Linked DNA regions of Xenopus laevis: region 1 is linked to region 2. Evidence: chromatin contacts called from public Hi-C data. All regions are on one chromosome and are shown on one strand. The core of a region is the stretch at or near the end of the contact, and the rest is flanking DNA. Distances in the headings are between cores, read along the strand shown.

The links. A called contact is a pair of places that touch in the nucleus more often than the background predicts.
Region 1: a Hi-C map of the XTC cell line shows a contact between it and region 2, with 3 times the contacts expected there. The contact joins two enhancer-like sites. A contact is called at or near these places in 2 of 4 Hi-C or Micro-C datasets (the XL177 cell line and the XTC cell line).

What each region holds. Positions count from the first base shown.
Region 1 is chr7L:98,291,454-98,296,831 of Xenopus_laevis_v10.1, forward strand. No RefSeq gene overlaps it. Among protein-coding and RNA genes, the nearest start is that of cdc42.L, 62 kb to the right of the region's middle. Within about 2 kb of position 2,243, at least 1 of the 7 cell types and tissues checked has an H3K27ac peak or open chromatin away from gene starts, as enhancers often do.
Region 2 is chr7L:98,097,983-98,102,936 of Xenopus_laevis_v10.1, forward strand. No RefSeq gene overlaps it. Among protein-coding and RNA genes, the nearest start is that of wnt4.L, 77 kb to the right of the region's middle. Within about 2 kb of position 2,234, at least 1 of the 7 cell types and tissues checked has an H3K27ac peak or open chromatin away from gene starts, as enhancers often do.

The DNA.
Region 1 (5,378 bases), core at 993-3,492, 190 kb after region 2:
ATGGCCACCTTGAGCTATGGGATTCATTATCCAGAAAGCTCAGAATTAAGGGAAGACCATCTCCCATATACTCCTAAATCGGCCACAACTGTATGTGATATATGTAAAAAAATAAATCAAAAAAAGGATATTGAAAAAAAATTAAATAGGATATTTAAATAGGATATAAAAATGGACTATGCTAACCTCCTTTAAATAAATGCACTTTTCTTTTAGCTATGACTTTAAATCAAAATATATATTTCATTTCAGTCAGTAGTATTATTGGATCAATTGCCCTTCCCTGAATTACAGATGCATGTAAACAAAATCATTCTATGATTCCATAACCTCCAGTCCAACCCTGTAATTTGCATTTCCCATAACAAAGTTGTTGCCATCTCTTACTGTCCATCCCTGATATAATGTACAGTATATGATGATATATATAACAAGCAGTGCATGGTTAGTGTCAGCGATATAGCCAAGCTCATTGACTGGAGGGGCTGCTCTGGGGCACAATGCTGGAGAGGGGATGATTTACTAAGCAAAGCAGCATTCCACTATCCCACCTGATTGTTTGCACAGCTGCCTGAGAGCAGGTCACATCATCCACCAAGTGTGACTTCTCCTAAAGCCCCAAATGCAGCTGTTATTTTTAACTTACATCATGTAAAATAACCTTCGAAAGGTAAACCTATTTTATTTCCTCATTCATAAGAGACCACTGATTGTAACTTCCTCCACCTCGCAAGGTCTTCCCGTCTATCTCATCTTTCCCCTAGCCCTCACCTCCTCTGGGACTGCAGCTTAATACAAGATACCTTTGTTAATGGTATTTTCTTCCATTTTTTTCAGCCTACAAACTCAGAACAGAGGTTCTCTTTTTAGCTGCTGATGAGTGGCCGCTAGTGTGCAAATGCTGGGCAGCTCCAAGCCTCCAGCCTTGCCTCTTAACCTGAAGAAGCATTTCGCTATTTGTGTTTTTTTTGGCAAGGTCTCCTTGGCACTTTGCAAACATAGAGGTGAGTGTGTGTATAGGTATGTAGTGAGAGCCAGCACATGCTGTTTGTCTTGGAGCTGGGGGATAGGGAATTAGTTCAGCTGAACTGCTAATTACCTTGCAAGTGCAGGTCTTCTAGAAATAGACTGCAGTCATGTTCTATAGGGGGTGGGGAGAGGGAAATGTTATCATTTGCTGCTTTAAGTTTTTCAGGACTACTGAGATACAGGGAACAGGTGCCATTCTCAGTGAAAGAGTTAAACAGGTGTGCGGTTTCACTCAGGAAATGTTCTGGCCACGGCAGTCCCCTGAAATAATGTCTCACTAGGCCACAAAGGTGAACATTGGAAGATTGGTCAAGATCTAACTGAGATGTTAATGAACTGCAACAGCCCCAACGTCTGTTAGCTGGGGGCAACCTGCAGATACACAAATTTGACACCCAACAACCTAGGCTGATGGGGTCCACTGGGAGGACACAAGGGGGAAATTCACAAAAGTGGTATCAACACTAATATTAGGCAAAATGTTTGTTTACACCATTAAATCATTACAGGTAAGAATGCACCTCTTTTTCCTGAATCCTAGGGAATGGATTCAGCTGAATACCGAACCAAATTCAAACCCTAATGCCTGCAGGCCCAGATTTGTGGAAAGGCCATCAAGGCTCGGGCCTAGGGCGGCAGGATTTTAGGGGGTAGGCATGCTGCCCAACCACATCCACATTGGTTTGGATGCTCTAGTGCTGCTCATGAGATACAATAGTTTTTTTAATATCCTGTGCACCAATCCCCAGTGTTCCCGACCTGATGATGAAAATTTGTGCATGTGCATGGATGAAGGGGAGGGGACAGGGGTGATGAACGGCAGCGGGCCTAGGGGTGCCCACTATGTAAATCCGGCCCTGCATGCCTGATGGAAATTGCTGGCAGAAATACATGTTGAGGGAGTGAAGAGCACACGCAATTTGTGTTTGGCCGAATCAGAAAGCGAATATCGGATTTGCTGTATCCCTAATAAAGGGTAGAACTCCATGGGCGATATTACGTGCGATAGCTTCCATTCCGACGTGCTGAGATGAATCGCAAGCATTACATCGGATGTGCAGAATCGAAGGTAAGTAATAGGAATGTCACACGTTGTCGCTGCGTGCAAGATGCGGTGTTTACATCCGACAGTCGTGTCGTGTTGAATGCACGCAGCGATAACGTCCGACATTCCCTTGGATTTTGCAAATCCGACGTGACGCCTGCAATTCATCTCCGCACGTCGGAATGGAAACTATCGCACTTAAAATCGCTCGTGGAGTTCTACCCTAAAAGCCAAATTTACAATTGTCTGAACTCCATAAAAAAAAAATTCACTCGACTCTGTTTTAACTCAGCAGACGAGCAGATTCGGGGAGATTTAGTCGCCTGGCGACTAATCGCCTTTTCTGCGCGGCGAAAATCTGAAGAATCGCCAGCGCTAATGCACTTGCGGCGCTTCGATTTCTGAAGTCGCCAAAAGTTGCCTCACGAGAAAGGCAGGCGACTGAATCACAGGCAACTAAATCTCCTGAATCTGTCGTCTGCCCCAACCCTAAAGGGGTGATTAGCCTTTAAGTCAATGTTTATTTTTAGTTTCCATAGTATTTTGAATGATTTGCCTCTTTCTTCTTGTGACTCTTTCCAGCTTTTATATTGGAGTCACTGACCCAAAAAAAAAACAATTGCTCTGTGAGGCTACACTTGTATTGTTATTGTTACACTTTATTATTTATCTTTCTATTCAGGCCTTTCCTATGAACCTTCCAGTCTCACACTCACACCACTGCTTGGTTGCTAGGGCAAAAATCCTAAATATTAAGAAAACAGGCATAAATTAAATAATAAGAAAACCTAAATAATAAGAAAACAGGCATAATAAAATGTGGAGCACAACTGTATAATGTGTCAGAATATCACTCTCTACATCATTTTTAAAGTTAAGTTAAATTTGAACAATCCCTTTATGGAGGCCATACACTGGCCGTAAAAGCTGCAGATGGACCCGTGTATAGGCCCTTACGGGCCAACTTGACCAAAATCTGCCAGAAGTCGATCAGGCCAGTTTGAAAATTGACAAGCTGATGCAGTTCTCATCCTGGCAGGCTTGTATGGCCGTCAAGGCGAGGCTCACCATACACATTAAAATCTACCTGTGCAGATCTCTCCCTGATATGATCACCTATGTGCAAGGCCAAATCAGGCTGCTCTGATTATTTGGCCTTGGAGTCTGGACTAATGATTGAACATAACTGTCTAAAGCAGCAGATCAGTGTATGGTCAGCTTTAGTTGTCTGATTTGTATGGAGAAATTTGGTGCTACAAATTCACTCACTAAAGTGGAGTTCTGGAATGACCATTTCACTGTGTACAAAATCGCCATATTTACAAATTGCAGAAAGGCTCTTGTAAATTTGATAACTCCACTCCAACAACATTTCTTTTTTAAATTGCTCGCAGGTTAGATAAATATGTTCATGTGAGAACCACAAGTTCCACTAGTTTTAAGGACCTGGAAGTACAATGTAAAAATCAGATAACTTTGGGGTTAGTGAGTGACTATTAAAATTAAACTTACCAGTGGAAAAAGGGAGCTCCAGATGACAGATGGGCAGATCGGTGACATTGATGGGCAGATCGATGACGGTGGTGGATGGATCAATAATGTCAGTAGGCAGAGGGATGATGCATTTGGGCGGAACAGTGAGGTAACCAGGTGTTGCTGATGGATTCTTCACAGATAGACAAAAAAAAAGGCATTAGGGTGGATCAGGGATTTAATGGGCAGACCAGCTACATTGTTGGTATATTTGTAATACTGGCCCTGGCCTTGGCATAGGTTTGACCGGCTTGGCTGGTAAAATACTGGCCAGGTGGAAACCCTAAATATCTTTTTCCAGCACTGTGCATTGTGTTTGTTTCAGGTTGTTTGCCTTGAGTACAGAGTTGCCAACATTAGAAAATAATGAGCAAGTATGCTTGGCAGCTGAGGATTTAGGTGCACAAGGAAATTGCGGGTAATAATACACTGATGGGTGGTTGTTATAACAATGTTTCTGCTGCGAGTTGATCAGTGTTCAAGACAGCAGGGCATTTTTAGAGACTGAAATTTCAGGGAATTGAACTTTAGGCTATGGGCACACAGGCTGAAGGCTCCAGCTGCTGGGGGCAGGAATGTACAGGATACATAAAAGTGAAAAAAAGTGAGTATATCTAGGGAAAAGAAAAAGAAAAGACAGGGAGGGAAGGCCTTGTGCTTTTATATTGTCATGGAACTCCTGGGTAACTTATAATATCCTTTTATTTTACAATAGGGGGTACTTTATTTACTATGTCCTTGGTATGATAGCCCAGTTAAAATATGCCTGCCTAAGGAGTTAAAAAATGTGTAGTCCATTTCTGCAGATGCCCATGTTTGGGAACTTCAGTTTTCACCCACTTTTTATGCAGCTTGTTTTGTGCAATGTTTATATGCATTGACAAACCATTACTAGTCGAAACAAAAACATGACATTACCACACATGTCAACAAACAATCATAAATATTACACAACATAAAATGTCACAAAACTATGTGGTTTTCAGAGATAATGATGGCATTTTTGGGAAGGCAGCACAAAGTCACTGAAGAGATGAAGAAAATCAACAAAATAAAATCCAGGAGTGATTTAGCACAACATGCTTAATTAGGTGTATGTCCCTCATCGAGTTCAGAGAGGGTTGAGGCATTCACAAACTATACAGTAGTCCCCAGGGCAGCCATCAAGGGGGGACAGGGACAGTTGTAGGGGGCCCCGAGGGTAAGGGGGGCCCGGCCACGCCACACTTACTTGATTAGCTGGGCCCCCCATCTTTCTGAGAGCTGCTGACTTCAGGAAGGCATGGACGTTTAAGGGGCCCTGGCCACCAAATTTCTTATAATGGGGGGGGGGCCTGGCCACCAATTTTGGCCACCAATTTTTTTTCTCATGTGAGGTCTTAGCCACCAATATTTTTTAATGGGGGGGCCCAGGCCGCAAATGTTTTTTTATGGGGGCCCTGACCACCAATATCTTTTTATTTTTTATTAACATGTGGGAACCCTAGCCACCAATATTTTTTTTGTTTTTTTACTGTGTGATGGGGGCGGACCTGTGGGGTGGGAAGTGCGGACCTGTAGGTGGGGCTTGCGGTGGGCGCAGCCCAGAGGGCCCAGAAAATTTTGTTGTATGGGGCCCTGTGATTTCTGATGGCAGTCCTGGTAGTCCCCTTACTCTGCTATCACTGGCTATGAGGGGGATTAAAACTTTAATAGGGCAGATTCCACACTAAATGTCATTGTCTCTCCCAATCACATACAGGTTGTGATATATTACAGGTAGGGGGCTGCT
Region 2 (4,954 bases), core at 984-3,483:
TTTGGATGTAATTCACCATGGGTTTTTACCAACAATGCAGTGCCCCCCCCATAGTTCAAACGTAATTGCAGTTGCAAGGGGGAGTTTAATTTCACACAATTGTGTCAGATTCAAAACTCTTTTGATTGCTTTTGTGCTTTAACACGAATCAGCCACAGTTGTCTACATTTGAATGTCATCATTTCTGGTCCTTAGCACCCAATGCCCCCTGAGCACAATTCTTCAGGCACAAATACGCTGTGTGCGTTGACACTGGTACAGTGGGAAACTTGAAGCTACCGGCACATTCAAACTGGTGATAACTCCAGCCTTCCTCTGCATCAGTTGACACAATTCATCCCAATAGACTGTCGGAGAGCAATTGCACATGGTGCCAAAATACCCAAGTCCAAGAAGTGTGTTTGGACACCTGAATGAAAAAACGCGGGCAAATATGAGAGGAAAGCAGCACACTAAAATGGGAATGGGAGAGAAGGGAATACCAAGAGAAAATGAAAAATAGGGGTATTGCAATATCCTGGGACACATGTGGGCTCACAACAGAGAGAACAGAGGTGGGATCTGATGTACTGTCAATCTGTAAGTGCTGCCACATGCTCATTTCTGCTTAAGGTGGCCATAGATGCACAGATAATATCGTACGGAAAAATTTTCGTATGATATTCGATGCGTGTATGGTGGGAAAAGAGCCTACTTGGACTTGGTCGGTTCATTGATTGGGCTGGACGGAAAATTTTAATTGTGCATCTTTGAAGGCACCCAAACATTGACCATTGTTTTAAGTGCTGAATCGTCAGATACAGGTAGAATTCTATTGTTTCTACCTGTATATCTGACGATTGAGCTCTACACGTGTGTATTGAAACAAACTATCTGTCTTGGAAAGATCTTTTCCAAGAAAGATCGTAATTGTTAAGTCTATGGCCACCTTTAGACAGGACGTATCTGTGCAGAGTCAGGTAAAATTAGTGTTTTTAAAAGATTTAATTGTAAGCCTCTGGGTTGTAATATTGTTATACTTTCCTTTGGACATATCTTTCTGTGGCAACATAATGCAAGCAATATTATTATAGGCTCAATTCCAGCGTTTCTTTTGTAGCGTTAACGCATGAAGCTAGGCGCCATTTTCTTGAGAGGTATGGTATTCCATTACTCAAACAATTTCAGTACCTTAAATAGTAAAAACGTAGAAATACAGTATTTTATGCTGTAGTGCCACCTTCAGGGAACTCTTTGCGGTCAATGAACTGTACTGCTTTTATACGAGCACAAGGTCAGAAGATTTTATGTAAACTCCCAAAGCCTTTTCACGATATAGTAGGATGATTTACCCCTGTTATCCTTACATTATTTTTTATTAAATACAGTAACACATATTTTATGTTTATGTTTTTTTTGCAAGGCTTGGCAGCAGCTGAATGCTATGGATTCAATGCATGGGCAAAGTGGTCGCACAATGGAGTCCTGATTTCAATTCCATCCAGTGAAGAATTTGCATGGAGTTTGTATGGTCTCCCTGTTTCTGCACTGGTTTCCCCCCCACACTCCAAAAACATGCAGAAATGTTAACTGGCTCCTAGTAAAACTGACTGGACTGATTGAAATGATGTATAATAACATAAAATACTGCTAAATAATGTGTTGGCTCCAAATAAATAGAGTGTAACAGTAATTCAAATACACAGTGTGTTCCTGGTTTCACAGCATCTTCACTATGACACTTCTTGCATGGCCAGGCACTGTACCAATTTCATCAAATGTCTGCCCTGAATCTATGGTAGATATTTGGCACCAGGCACTTGTTGTACATATATTCTAACAAAGACACTAAATTCTGTCCAAACTGATGACAATTTTTGCACATAGGAGACTGGAATCATAAGAAAACCCAACAAACATGCCTCCACAGAAGAAGCTTATAAACTACAGATGCCTGAATCAGTATAATTGGCATGGGAATGCCACTGAGTATAAGCGTGGCTAATGTAGGTATGGGATACTTTGATGTTAAGTTGATTTTATATAAGAGCAAGTAAACCGATTTACCAAAAGATCAGCAGCCAAGGCAGAGAGAGGGACATCATTGTGTGCTAATTTAGTTGTAATGCATAGCAGTTCATTTAAATGCACAAGTCTTGCAGAGAAAGTCCCAGGCCTCAGTTTCAGACTCTTACAGCAGATATAAGCGGGAACCCAGGGGTTGCACATGATTCAATAGAACCTGCTCAATACAATGTGATGGATGTCCCTCAGTAATCTGGATGCTGGCAGCATGATTGTTGTTTTTGTTTTCCAGACAAATGCTTCTGCGAGCCACATAATGTTTAGGACAATAGGCACCACTGAGCAAGTGAAGCAGATGGATACATTGGCGCAAAACTGCTGCAGTTTGCTATGCTTTTTTCTTTAAGAATGGTAATGTTACAGTTTAGTAAATGCTTTCAATTCCCATTCGTTCCAAATCTTTTTAGATTTGATTTAAATCTTTTAAGCCAGATGCTACAGTACATGATAGAAAGGGATGCACTGCTAGAAATTATAGTTGGACTTTTAGTTCTGCCTACATAATATTCTGAAAGCATGGATCCATTTTAGAATGTATACTATATACACATACTAATAAACCAAATCTCCAGACCCTAGATGGCTCCTGTTTCATACCATGTTTTACATGAACACATACAGTGGAATCCTTTGCCTCGTGATATAGGTGCAGATCCAGTATCCAGTCAAATGAAATTGACTCCTCTCGCTATATGTATAACAAAATGGGAATAGGGGCCAGGATAAAACTTAAGTTAAATCAGTTTTTAAAACACTTTTCCTGATGTCCCTATACAGAATTTACTTTAGAACTGCAGTTTTATTTGTTAAAACGTTCCTTTTTAGGACCCCTTGATTTCCTGTAGAATGAACTTAATCAGCCTCGTGAATTCTGTGAAGAATTACATTTCAGGGTTCAAAGACCCCTGGTCTCTTGCCTGGCAGATAAAGGAATGGTCAGTAAAGGAGGATAGGCTTGATAAGATAATAAAAACTGTAGAGAAGAGGAGGAGGAAATAGATCTGTAGACTAAAGCCCAGCATGAGATCTGCATCTTTTCTCTTCAGTAACCTTTTCCCAGTTAATTATTGCAGGTCTCAGCCTGCAGTTCCAACCCGGTGCTCCTCAAGAAATGGCAATTAATTTAAGACTAATAGGATTTTCAATTCCAAACAATTCAGAGAGATTTTATGGGGGAATGTGAATACACTTAAGAGACAGCCAGCTGTGGGTGGGTAGACAGTTACGGATTTGGCAGCGTGGATAAAGGAGTTAAGAATAAAGGGAGGCTACTGATCTTAAATCCCTTTTAGTGCATCGCGATTGTTGTTAAAGACTCAATTTCCACTTCTTCAAAAGCCACCAAAGTGTTTCAGAAAAGGTGATCATACTCTTTAAAGATAGAGCTATAAACGATAGATTAATAGGCTGCAAAATGTACAGTCAGACTGTATTTAACAAATTGCTACAAGGACAAAAAAAACTGCTTTATATTTATCTAGCTGACATCTGGCCTCAAACAATACATTAATTTTTCTGCCTGGATTCCACTGCAATTATATTAATTATGCAGCAACACTAATTTACTTTCTATTAACCTACTCCTGAGAATATTTGACAACATGTATTGTGATTTTTTACAGCTTAATTACATAAAGTAAAACTGTTACCATTTTCTTTTAGCTGTTTAAAATGTCCTAGACAAATATCATTTATTATAAAACCAATAAAGCATTAACTCTCAATTACAATGGATATAACTATAGAGGTATAGTCAAGATGTATATTATAAATGAATAGTATCAGCTTCATAAATGTTCATAAAACACTTTTCATTCCTTCGAAGAATTTATCAGCAGGGAAATTAATCTAACTGTTTTGACACTTTGGGGCGTTTGTTTTAATTTATAAAGTTTCATGCTTTGTACTTGTCTGTGTGTTGAAGCCAAATCAATAGTTTAGTCATTCTAGAATGTATCACTGCTTTGGGTTTCTTGCGGCTAATAGTTGTTATTAAATGAAATTTCTTTTTTTTTTTCAGCATAAATCGGTTGTCTAGGGCAATTTTAAGGTCAAACAATAATTGAAAGTTCTATTTAGCATACCTAAGCTGAACACATATACATTTCCTCCATAGGGAGCCACTACAACATCAGGGTTAATGTGTGCTGACTTCTTGTTGTCCCATGGGTAACATAAAGGGATTATTACTAAGAACTCTAACTCTTACTCAGGATAAAAACTGCCTGCTGTTCCCCCTTTTTACATACTATTTTTCCCCTCAACAATTTGGAATTCACAGAGCCTAGTTAAATTGTTAAAATCCATTGCAAAGGTGGCAACATCGCCAATGAGGCAGAAGAATTAGTCGGAAAAATATAAATCTGCACCTGTAGATTAACCAAATAATTGATTTCTTTCATCTAATGAGCCATTCAGAAGTTATTCCTGTTATTTTACTGAGCATTTATTTTTATCCCTTTATAGCCATAATTACAGCAAAGGTTTTGGAGAAGGATTTGGCAAGTTTTTTTTGTAATTTTTTTACAACTGATATACTGTATATACATTTTAAATAAATAAATATATATATATATATATATATATATATATATATATATATATATACAGTTTATATATATATATATATATATTTTAAAATGGAGTTGACAATTAAGAAGTAATGACTTCAAACTGAATCCAGCAGGAAACCTTATAAGCTAGTTAATGACATTAGTCTAAAAGTGAAACTCACAGGAAGGTGAACAAAAAATAGAGTTAGGTGGTGGTTTTTTCTGGGTTCTGGACTTAGCCTAGAGAAATTGTGGTTTATAGGTCACATATAGGGGCAGATTTATCAAGGGTTGAATTTCAAATTTGAAAAACTTTGAAATTTGAATTCAAAAAGACC